2 separate regions of the Sus scrofa genome follow, and region 2 is linked to region 1. A link is a contact called in public Hi-C data. All regions are on one chromosome and are shown on one strand. The core of a region is the stretch at or near the end of the contact, and the rest is flanking DNA. Distances in the headings are between cores, read along the strand shown. Region 1 overlaps VAV1 (vav guanine nucleotide exchange factor 1). Region 2 holds the start of TNFSF9 (tumor necrosis factor ligand superfamily member 9).

The links. A called contact is a pair of places that touch in the nucleus more often than the background predicts.
Region 2: a contact with region 1 is called in a Hi-C map of alveolar macrophages, with 4 times the contacts expected there. The contact joins the promoter of TNFSF9 here to the enhancer-like site in region 1. A contact is called at or near these places in 4 of 5 promoter capture datasets (fetal liver, fetal skeletal muscle and liver), 23 of 47 Hi-C or Micro-C datasets (alveolar macrophages, blood, brain and 12 more) and 1 of 2 datasets of contacts at active chromatin or transcription factors (alveolar macrophages).

The regions. Positions count from the first base shown.
Region 1 is chr2:72,322,478-72,328,154 of Sscrofa11.1, forward strand. It overlaps VAV1 (vav guanine nucleotide exchange factor 1), which reads right to left. Exons shown (of 27, transcript NM_001267833.1): 27 at 4,956-5,265. The coding sequence ends at 5,212. Among named protein-coding and RNA genes, the nearest start is that of ADGRE1, 19 kb to the left of the region's middle. Within about 2 kb of position 3,219, at least 1 of the 83 cell types and tissues checked has an H3K27ac peak or open chromatin away from gene starts, as enhancers often do. A contact at or near this core is called in alveolar macrophages, where this site is marked.
Region 2 is chr2:72,580,791-72,585,972 of Sscrofa11.1, forward strand. It overlaps TNFSF9 (tumor necrosis factor ligand superfamily member 9), which reads right to left and starts at 2,044. Exons shown (of 3, transcript XM_003480815.3): 1 at 1,631-2,044; 2 at 941-989. The coding sequence starts at 1,888.

The DNA.
Region 1 (5,677 bases), core at 1,969-4,468:
TCCAGGGCACACCTGAGACCCCTCAGCATCTCCAGAAAGAGGTGGTTTCCTCCAGCAGGTGTCTGCCTGGTCCCTCTGGAGAGTCACGTAAGAAGGAGGGTCCAATAACTTCTCCAGCCCTTCCTGTCTCTTGCCCCCTCTAAGCAGAGTGAGCTCCTTGCAGTTTCCAGAACCCACCAAACTCACCCTCAAGTGCACTTTCCCCTAAACCCACCCTTCTGAATTGAAGTATAGTTGATTTACCACCTTGTGTTAGTTTCAGGTGTACAGCAAAGTGATTCAGTTATACATATTTTTTTCAGATTCTTTTCCATTACAGGTTATTACAAGATAGTGAATAGAGGTCCCGGTACTATATACTAGGTCCTTGTTGTTTATCTATTTTAGATTCAGTAGGGTGTATCTATTAATCCCAAACTCCTAATTTATCCCTCCCCCTCCCCCATTTTTTGTTTGGTAACCATAAATTTGTTTTTCTATGTCTGTGAGTCTGTTTCTTTTTTGTAAATAAGTCCATTTGCATTATTTTTTAGATTCCACATACATGGTATCATACGATATTTGTCTTTGTCTGAGTTACTTCACTTAATGTGATAATCTCTAGGTCCATCCATGTTGCTGCAGGCAGCATTATTTTATTCATTTTTATGGCTAACATACCATTGTATGTATCACCACACCTTTATCCATTTATCCATCTGTCACTGGACATTTAGGTTGCTTCTATGTCTTGGCTGTTGTAAATACTGCTGCTATGAACATTGGGGTGCATGTATCTTTTCAAATTAATTTTCTTCTTTTCCGGGAAGGGGAAGGGAGTGGGGTGATTGGGGAGCTTGGGGTTAATAGATACAAACTCTTGCCTTTGGAATGAATTAGCAATGAGATCCTGCTGTGTAGCACTGGGAACTATACCTAGTCACTTATGATGGAGCATGATAATGTGCAAAAATAGAATGTGTACATGCATGTGTAACTGGGTCACCATGCCGTACAGTAGAAAAAAAATTATATTGGGGAAATAACTATTAAAATTTTTTTTCTTCTTTTCCCTATATATACCCAGGAGTGGGGTATTAGGATCATATAGCAGTTAAGGAATTTCTCTACTGTTATGTCAATTTATGTTCCTACCCACAGTTTAGGAAAGTTCCCTTTTCTCCACATCCTCCCCAGCATGTATCATTTGTAGATTTTTTTTTTTTTTTTTTGGCCATTCTGACAGGTGTGAGGTGATACTTATTGCAGTTTTGATTTGCATTTCTCTAACTAGTAGTGCCTTTTTTTTTTTTTTTTTTTTTTGGCTTTTTAGGGCCGCATCTGCGGCATATAGAGGTTCCCAGGCTAGGGGTCTAATTGGAATTACATCTGCTGGCCTACACTACAACCACAACCACATCAGATCCAAGCCGCGTCTTCGACCTACACCACAGCTCACGGCAACACCAATCCTTAACCCACTGAGTGAGGCCAGGGACCTCGTGGTTCCTAGCCGGATTCATTTCCACTGCACCATGATGGGAATTCCCAATTAGTGCCACTGAGCATCTTTTCATGTACCTGTTGGCATCTGTATATCTTCTTTGGAGAAATGTCTAAGTCTTCTGCCTTTTTTTCTTTTATTGTCACCTCATGCCTTACAGAGTTCCCAGGGCAGGGATCAGATCTGAGCCGAAGTTGCAACCTATGCCTCAGCCATGGCAAAGCAGGATCCTTAACCCACTGCACAGGCTGGCTAGCGAAACTTCATCCCAGCACTCTGGAGGCTGCTGATCCCATTGCACCACAGTGGGGAATTCCATGCGTTTTTTTGTTTGTTTGTTTGTTTGTTTGTTTCCTTATCCACAGCATATGGAGGTTCCCAGGCTAGGGGTCCAATTGGAGCTGTAGCTGCCGGCCTATACCACAGCCATAGCCACAGCAACGCTGGATCAGAGCCGCATTTGAAACCTACACCACAGCTCATGGCAGTGCCAGATCCTTAACCCAGTGAGTGAGGCCAGGGATTGAACCCGCACCCTCATGGATGCTAGTCAGGTTTGTTAACCGATGAGCCATGATAAGAACTCCCCATGCCCATTTTTTGATTATGTTGTTTTTTTGATAGAGTTGTGTGAACCCTTCGTATGTTTTGGAAATTAAGCCCTTGTCAGTCTCATCATTTGCACATACTTTCTCCCAGTCCATAGGTTATCTTTCATTTTATTTATGGTTTTGCTGTACAAAAGCTTATTAAGTTTGATTAGGTTCCATTTGTTGGCTTTTGCTTTTCTTTCTTTTGCCTTGAGAGATTGATCTAAGAAAATACTGCTACAATTAAGTCAGAGAATGTTTTGCCGAAGTTCTCTTCTAAGAGTTTTATCGTGTCAGATCTTATATGTCACTCTTTCAACCATTTTGAGTTTAGTTTTGTGTATGGCGTGAGGGCATGTTCTAACTTCAGTGATTAACAGCAGACTGTCCAGCTGTCTGCAGCTCTTTCTCCTAAGAGGTATTCCTGCAGATTTACCGAAGAAGCAAATTCTTGGCTTTTGAACTTCAAAAGCCTAATTAAAGATCCTGGATCTTGGAGTTCCCTGGTGGCTCAGTGGGGTAAGGATCCAGCATTGTCACTGCTGTGGCTCAGGTCACTGCCCTGGTGTGCATTTGATCCCTGGCCTGGGAACTTTGGCATGCCATGGGCACGGCAGAAAAAAAGAAAGAGAGAAAGAGAGAAAGAGAGAGAAAGAAAGAAAGAAAGAAAGAAAGAAAGAAAGAAAGAAAGAAAGAAAGAAAGAAAGAAAGGAAGGAAGGAAGGAAGGAAGGAAGGAAGGAAGGAAGGAAGGAAGGAAGGAAGGAAGGAAGGAAGAGAAAAGATTGATTCTGAACTTTGGCTTTTGAGCCCCCCAAAATCGAAGCTCTCAAGGACTCTAGATAACTAAAGTCTGGCCAAAGTGGTGACCAGGGGCTGGGGGGGAGAGGGGAAAGGGAAGTTGTTGCTCAATAGGGGACAATTTCCCTTTTGCAAGATGAAAATTTCTGGAGAGTGATTGCACAACAGTGTAAATATACATCCCGCCGCCAAACTGCACATGTAAAACTGGTTAGGATGGTAAATTTGATGTCATGTGGGTTTTGCCACAATTTTTAAAAAATAATGCTATCAGTCAAAAGAAAGCCTGGCTCTCTATACAGATGAGCATTCAGGATGAGTCAACTTTTCTTGCAGCAAAATAGATCAAGGTTCCCCAGTGTGAACAGGAAGAGCTGGGCGGGAAAGAAGATGGTTAAACTCAGAGATGGGTCCAGACCTACGTTCCTGAATTCTGCAATCCCACCTCTCATCTAAAGGGCTTCAGGGTGATGTGAGAAAAAGAAGGCTCCCGGGAACCCCCACCCCCACCCTGGGCCCCAGGATAAAGCAGGCTGGGCGGGGTTTCTCCATATCCATCGTAAAGCAGCATCCTTTGAGTAGGACTGGCTGCAAAGGACTGTGCACACCCAATCGGCACCCCACCCATTGTGCCCCAGGACTGACAAGGTCCATACAGGTCGGCGGCTCCAGTATGCCTGTGGTTCTCTGGCCACCAGAGCGTGTACTGCCTACATACAAGCAGGTTTCAAGCAACACCTAATGGAAGTTGATGGATAAATACCCCAGTTCCCTCGCCCTCCTCAACTCCAAAGCTTGTTCTACGTTAACTTCCAGGTCCTGAATAAGAAGTCCCCATGGCCCACAGCTGTCACCTGTTCATCAGTGCTCCCTCTATCCCCCTCCCCTTCCCATCTCTCTTCCCCGCCCCCTCCCCTCTGGTTCCTTAGATCACCTCCCAGGTAGATTTTGCACCCCTCAATCCTTGTCTCAGGCTCTCCTTCTGGAGCAGCACCACTGAAGACAGGGACCACGTCATTTAGCATCCAAACCAGGATGCTCTGGAGAATGAGAAGGAAAAATGATTCATAACTAGACCAGGGCAACAGCCAGGACTGCCCCAGGGAAACCAGAATGTATGGTCATTCCACTCGGCATTCACGAAAAAACAGCCAGATGCCTGGTCCGTGCCAAGAGGGACACGGATGATGCAGAAACAGCAAAGTTGAAGCAGAAGCTGTGGCATCTCAGCAGGGGGCAGTGGTGTCTCCAACACTCACGTCAAAGCCCCTGGAATTTGAATGTGACCTTGGAGAGAACTGACTCCAGAGACCCAGATGCAACTGAGATGAAGTTTCTATACCATTTAGCAGAACTGGAGGCGCTCCAAATAGGAATTATGTTCTATTATAGAAAAAGCGAATGAGACTTTCGTTTTTGCAATCTGAAATCTGTTGACGTACAATTATTTTCTGCTCTGTGGGCGTCCCATTTCCTTCTTCAGGTCTTATTTTACTTTTATTTTATTTTTATTTTTTGGCCACTCCGCAGCATACAGAGCTCCCAGACTAGGGATCAGGTCCCAGCCGCAGCTGTGACCTTTGCTGGGCTGGGGATTGAACCTCTATCCTAGTATTGCAGAGACGCCACTGATCCCTTGTGCCACAGTGGGAACTCCAGGTCTTATTTTATTTTGTTTTATTTTATTTTTATTTTTGTTTTTTTCTTTTTGTCTTTTTAGGGCCGCACCCATGGCAAATGGAGGTTCTCAGGCTAGGGGTCCAATTGGAGCTATAGCTGCAAGCCTAGGCCACAGCCACCGCAACACAGGATCCAAGCCACGTCTGTGACCTACATCATAGCTCACGGCAAAGCCAGATCCTTAACCCACTGACCGAGGCCAGAAATCAAATCCGCGTCCTCGTGGATGCTAGTCAGGTTCGTTAACCGCTGAGCCACCTGATGGGAACTCCCAGGTGTTATTTTAAATGGTAGAGGACGGTGATACAGCTGGAAGGCAGGAATTGGCCAGGGAGTTTTGTCTGTGTCCCAATGCCCCTTCCCACCTTTAGCCTTCTAGGGCTTTCTAAATGATACCAGTCTGTCCAATTATCATTTTATTAAAAGCTATTGCCTTGAGTCCCGCCTTCTCAAGGGGACCCAGAAGGAAATCAGTGTGTTATAAATTAATTGCACCAGGGCAACATCCCAGGAGCCCTGCCACCTGCACACTGACTCTCTACCATTCATCCTGGGCTCTCAGCCCACCAGGACCTGTCAAAGCCACTGGCCCTGCTGCCTGTTCATCCTGGGCTCAGAGCCGAGAGTAGTTTCTCATCTCTTTGCCAATGTGCCAAAGCTCAGCAGTACTCAGAATAATCTTCTTCCACATAATTGGAGGGGAACCAGCCAACCTGGAAAGAGACAGGGAAGTGGTCAGGGCAGCCTCTGCATCTTCTCCTGCTGTTCCTTGTTTCTTCCTACCTCAGGACCTTTGCACCTGCCATACCTTCTACTGCAGAAAGTACCTCCCCCAGATATACCCTCAGCTGACCGCTCTCACCTCCTACAGTCCTTTACGTCTGTATCACCTTATTCTTAAGAACTTCACAACTATCTTATTAAAAATTGTAATATCACCCACCCCAACACTCCTTATCCCTCTTTCCTCCTTTCCATAAAACTTCTCACCACCTAATCGATGATTTATGTTACTTCCTTATAGGCTTGTCTGTCTCCTCTCCCTTCACTACAATAGGGCAAGGATTTTTGTCTATCTTATTGATCACTAAGTTCCAACAGCCTAGAATCGTTCCTGGAATGCCA
Region 2 (5,182 bases), core at 794-3,293, 260 kb after region 1:
GGGCAGGGGGGGATAGAAGGGAGGAAAGGGTTTCAGAGGAGGGGAAAGACTCTCCAGAAGTGGGAGAGTGATGAAGAGAAGGGGGGGGACCCCAGAAAGAAGAGGGAATGTACGATGGGGGAGGGGGCGCTCCTAGGGAAGAAAGGGGTACGGAGGGGGAGTTGAGGGGAATGGGGGGGCAGAGACCGAGTAGAATGGAGAAGAGGACTCAGAGAGGAAGAAAGGAGGAAAGGGGATCTGGAGCCCAGAGGGCAGGGAATGGAGGGGGCGGTTGTCAGGAAGAAGGAAAAATCCAAGGGTAAAGATTGGGGAAACAAGGGGTCTGACCTGGAGAGAAGTAGAAAACGGAGGAAAGATAAAGGGAAAGGCGGAAGCGGTGGGAAGGGTAAGGAGGGAACTCCAAGGCGAGGAGGAGTGGGGAGGTGGCCACAGGTCCAGAAGCGGGAAGGAAAGGTGTGGGGAGAAGAGTCCCGAAGGGGGGCGGTCTCCGAGAGAGGATGGGAAGAGATTCTGGAAGGGGGAGGGGCAGAGGGAGGGGCAGAGAGGAGGGTCTCCGGAAGTGGGCGGGGACATCTTTGGGAAGGAGGGTGGCCTGAAGGAAGAAGGGAATACAGGGCTTCGGAGGACGGTCCAGAGCTCCCAGAACCAAATGGGAGAGACTCGATCTGGCTGGGATTTGTGGGATCCAGCCCCAGCTCTGATGGCCGGGGCGGGGGGGAGGGGTGGCGTCGGAGGTAGGCACAGATGGGGCTTAGAGGAAGAGTCCCAGAGTGACAGAGAAGGTTCTAAAAGGAGAGGGGATGTTTTTCAGAGAAAGGGGAGAAAGAGGGTCAGATTGGGTCAGAGAAGAGGCCTCCCTCTCCCGGGGCTCTTCGCCTTGGTGCACCCCCCACCCTCCCCTTCCAACCCCACCCCCCCCATGTCGTGGGGAGTCACTCACCACCCTCCGCCACCACCAGCTGCGCGAAAACATCCTGCTGGAACATGCCCTGCCGACAGAGGAAAAGCAGAGAGTGGATGGAGGGCCCTCCTTCCCGCACCCGCAGCCCTCTGGAAAGGCGGCGGGGTCCCCAGGATCTGCGCAGGCCTTGAATCTACGTTCCCATCCCGCTCCAAATGAGCGCGCGCGCGGGGGCGAGCGCGCACACACACACAGGTACGCACACCCTACCCCAGTACCGCCGTCTGCAAGGGCGGCACCCCGAGAACTCAGGAGGGAAAAGAGAGTCCTCCAGGGAGACTTGGCACAGGAGAGTCGGCAGGGAAAATCGGATACCCCAGAGGTCCGAGAGAAAATTGAGGTTCTCCGGGAATGAGGAAAGAAAGGGGGAGCCCCATCAACTGTTCAAGATAAAAGGCCCCTTGGGCTCCGCGATGGAGAAAGATCCCCTCTGGGGCCCGGGATGCAGATAGGGTCTCACGGCGTGTAGGTAGAGAAGGGGTGCCCCCACGAAGTCCTGGATAAAGAAAGGGTGCCCTCGGAGGTCCAAAGAGGACGGGTGGGGGCGTTGTGTCCCTCCACCCTCGGCTTGAGGTGCAGAAAGAGCCTCGCCGAGGGCCTCTAGATGGAGAAGGGGTCCCGGGGTGGGACTGGGGTCTCGCCTGGGTTCCTGATCGGGCCGCATCTCACCTGTGGATAGTCTGGGAAGCCGGCCAGGGCGTCGGACGTCAACTCCGGACCCTCTGGCAGTCGCGGGCTGGGCGCGGGACCGGGCGCGGCGGGGGCCCCGGGCGCGGTCCAGGAGCGCACCAGGCAGACGGCGCTGGCGGCTGCGAACACTAGCAGCGCGGCGCTCAAGGCCCAGGGCAAGGGGCTGCAAGCTCGGCCTCGGGGCGCGGGAGGCCTCTGGGCCTCGGGGTCCTGGTCGACGTCGGAGCTGGAGCTCATGGCCGGCGACGGACAGCTGCGGTCCGGGTCCCAGCGCAACTCACTTTATACCCAATCCGGAAGCGCTGCTTTCCGGGGAGTGGCCGCCGGGGATCCCAGCGATGTGCTGGGTACGTTGGTTCCCGCCCGCCCCGCCCCGCCCCTTCCACCTTCGGTCAGAACTTTCCCTAACTTTCTTTTCCCTAGATCTCTCCCTCTCTCCATCTCCTTTCTCTCTCTCTCTCTCTCTCTCTCTCTCTCTCTCTCTCTCTCTCTCTCTCTCTCTCTCTCTCTCGCCCTCCAAGCCCTGCTCCACCAAATCCTATTATCTAATTCTCTTTCGTCTCCCCAGTTAGCTCCCTGGGCCTCTCTGCTTCTCTGTCTCTCTGCCTCTCTCCCGAGTTTCTTCTCACTCCCTAGGCCCCCAGCACTGGGGCTCCCCCAGGGCTCCCCTAAACCCAGCACTTCTTCAGGGGGCTCAGAGGACAGCCAGGCCTTATCCCCCTTCACCTCCGGAGCAAAAGACCCCTCCCCCCAGTGGAACCCTAAGTGCCATGCTCGACCCTCGCCCCCCTTTCCTAGGGACCCCTGGGTCGTCCCTGGCCTGCCCCCACCCACCTAGACGCTTCCCGTCAGCGGCCCCCTAGACCCCACAAGCAGAAGGTTGGAGAGTCCAGGTGGAGAAATTCCCCTTGTAGGAAAAGGACAATCTCGAGTGAGGCGAAGGAAACTCAAATTTCCCGTTTGCTCTCCCGTGGTGTAGGCGGGGGCGGGAGGAGGAGCAGAGAAGCTGCCAAAACTCGGTCCCCAAAAGAGGAAGCAACCCTGGATTGAGAGATGGCCAGCCCTAGAAAAGCCCTGGGCTCCCACAGAAGCCCTGCTCTGCCCAGTCCAGCCGGGTAGCCACCAGTCAACTTTTCTTCACCCTCTCCAGACCGCACTCTCCCTGTAGACAGAGGAGGGGAGGTGGGGAGGGGATGTGTGGTTGATCTCTGTGGTCTACTGTCCACCAGGGGCCCAGGAAATGGGGAGTAGGGGGGAGTTTGGGTTCCACAGAACAAGGGTCAGTTTCAGGCCCTGTATTCAATCTCATATTAAGCCTCTCTGGGGAACTAGGAGGCCGAACAATCATGACACTATTATTGACACACAGGTGCTAAAAGCTTCCTTTTCCGTTGTACCAGCAGTTTGGTTTATAAGGTGTGATGCCCCAACCAGCATCACCTCTTAGTTCTGAACTTATAGCACCTCAACCGACACCTATTGACAGTCTAGGAGCGGGCCCCCTGCCATCAGTGTCTGAAGGAACCTTCCAGAAGATTCTGCCACTTGCCATCGCACCTGATGTCCCTCTGCCTGGAATGATCTATGGCCGTCTGGATTCTAGCTGTCCTTCTGAGTAAAGAGGATGAATTCAACTCTAGCTTTCTTCTTGTACCATCTCTCAAACCCCCACTGCAGTTGATACTTAAGAGACTTTTGGTGTTAAAAACCTAAACCCAAATGGCAAGCCATCAGGGTGGAATGCTAAATATAATTTCTCTGCCGAAATGCCACCATCACCACGACTCCAAGCCTCGGTCGTTGGTGACCCCCTGCCAACCCCAGAAGAGAGTGTTGTGGGTGGCAGCTAAAATAGGAGAGTTGATTGAAAGGAAATTCCTGAAAGAGATACCAGCTCTTCTCCCCATCAGGGTGGAAACACAATAGGTTTTTTTTTTTTCCTCCAGATAACGGAAATGGCAGAGTTTCTGGGGGGAGGAGTGCAGTTGCGGGTGGACAAATCACGCTAAAAGCATGGGTAAAGCAAACGTGAGCGCGAATGCTGGAGTTTCCCACCTAGATCCTCACCCCCAACTCAGCAGCCAGGACCTGAAAAACAGAGATGGTGGGATCCCTTCCCCAAGGCATCTGGTCAAACAGAAAGATAGATAAAAAGATACTGAGGCCAAAGCGCTCTCTCCAGATCCCACTGCTCTGCCAAGAAGCTCACATGCCACGGGCTAATCTGTTTATTATTAAGCCCTACCCCCAGCCCCCAAACAGCAGGCCACAGCCAAGGACTGCTTGAGCTGACAAAAAGAGGAATTCAGACTCACTATCTCGGACAATCCAATTGAAAGTGTCTCTCTCTCTCTCTCTAGGGCCCAGTTACATCACCTCATGAAATTTCCTCACCAGCAGTTTCCACCACGTGAAGTAGTCTTGTTTGTTTACTTGCTCATGGTTGTTTCTCCCACGAAACTTATTTCCCAAAGAGAAGCACCTTCACTTGCATTGTGTTTTCGTGCTCTCTCCAATACCTAGAAAAGTGCAGGCCTCAAAATACTGAATGAATGAATGAATGGGAGTTCCTGTGGTGGCACAGCAGAAGCACATCTGACTAGGAACCATGAGGTTGCCAGTTCGTCGATCCCTGGCCTTGCTCAGTGGGTTAAGGATCTGGCATTGCTGTGAGTTGTGGTGTAGGCCTACAGCTGTGGCTTGGGTTGGACCCCTAGCCTGGGAATTCCCATGTGCCATGGGTGCAGCCATAAAAAGCAAGGGAAAGAAGAAAAAAAAAAAAAATGTATGAATGAGTGAAACTACCAGCATGGGCTCTAGAGGTCAACAAACCATAGTCAATCAACTCAAATGTTTTGTTTTCTTTTGGAGGTGACTGGGGAATGTTAAAAGAAATTTCCTGATATGTGCAAACTATGTGAAATTCAAATTTCAGTGTTCACAAGTAAAGCTTTATGGGCACACAGCCACACTCTATCATTTCCATATCACCTGTGGCGGGTTTTTGCGATATTATGGCAGAGTGGAGTAGTTAGTTACAGCAGAAACTGACTAGCCCACAAAGCCCAAAATATTTACTCTCTCTGGCCCGTTTCACAGGAAGATTTGCCGCCCCAGCTCTAGAGTCTTGGATTTCAGCTCTCCAATTTCTTGCTGTGTGATCTTGGGCAAGCTGCTTCACCTCTCTGAGCCTCGCTTTTCACATCTGATAAAGTAGAATAAGTGCAGATCAAAATGTGGTTTGGTTGAAAGTTTGCCATAGGCAGTACCAGGCGCATGGAAATGCTCATTCAAGGTAAACTGGATCACGGAATCTTTTCTACAATTCCAATACGTGGACATACAAAAACTGACTCCTCGGAGTGTCCATCATGGTGCAGCAGAAACGAATCCGACTAGGAACCATGAGGTTGCGGGTTTGATCCCTGGCCTCGATCGGTGGGTTAAGGATCCAGCATTGCCGTGAGCTGTGGTGTAGATCAAAGATGCGGCTCGGATCTGGCATTGCTGTGGCTGTGGTGTAGACCGGCA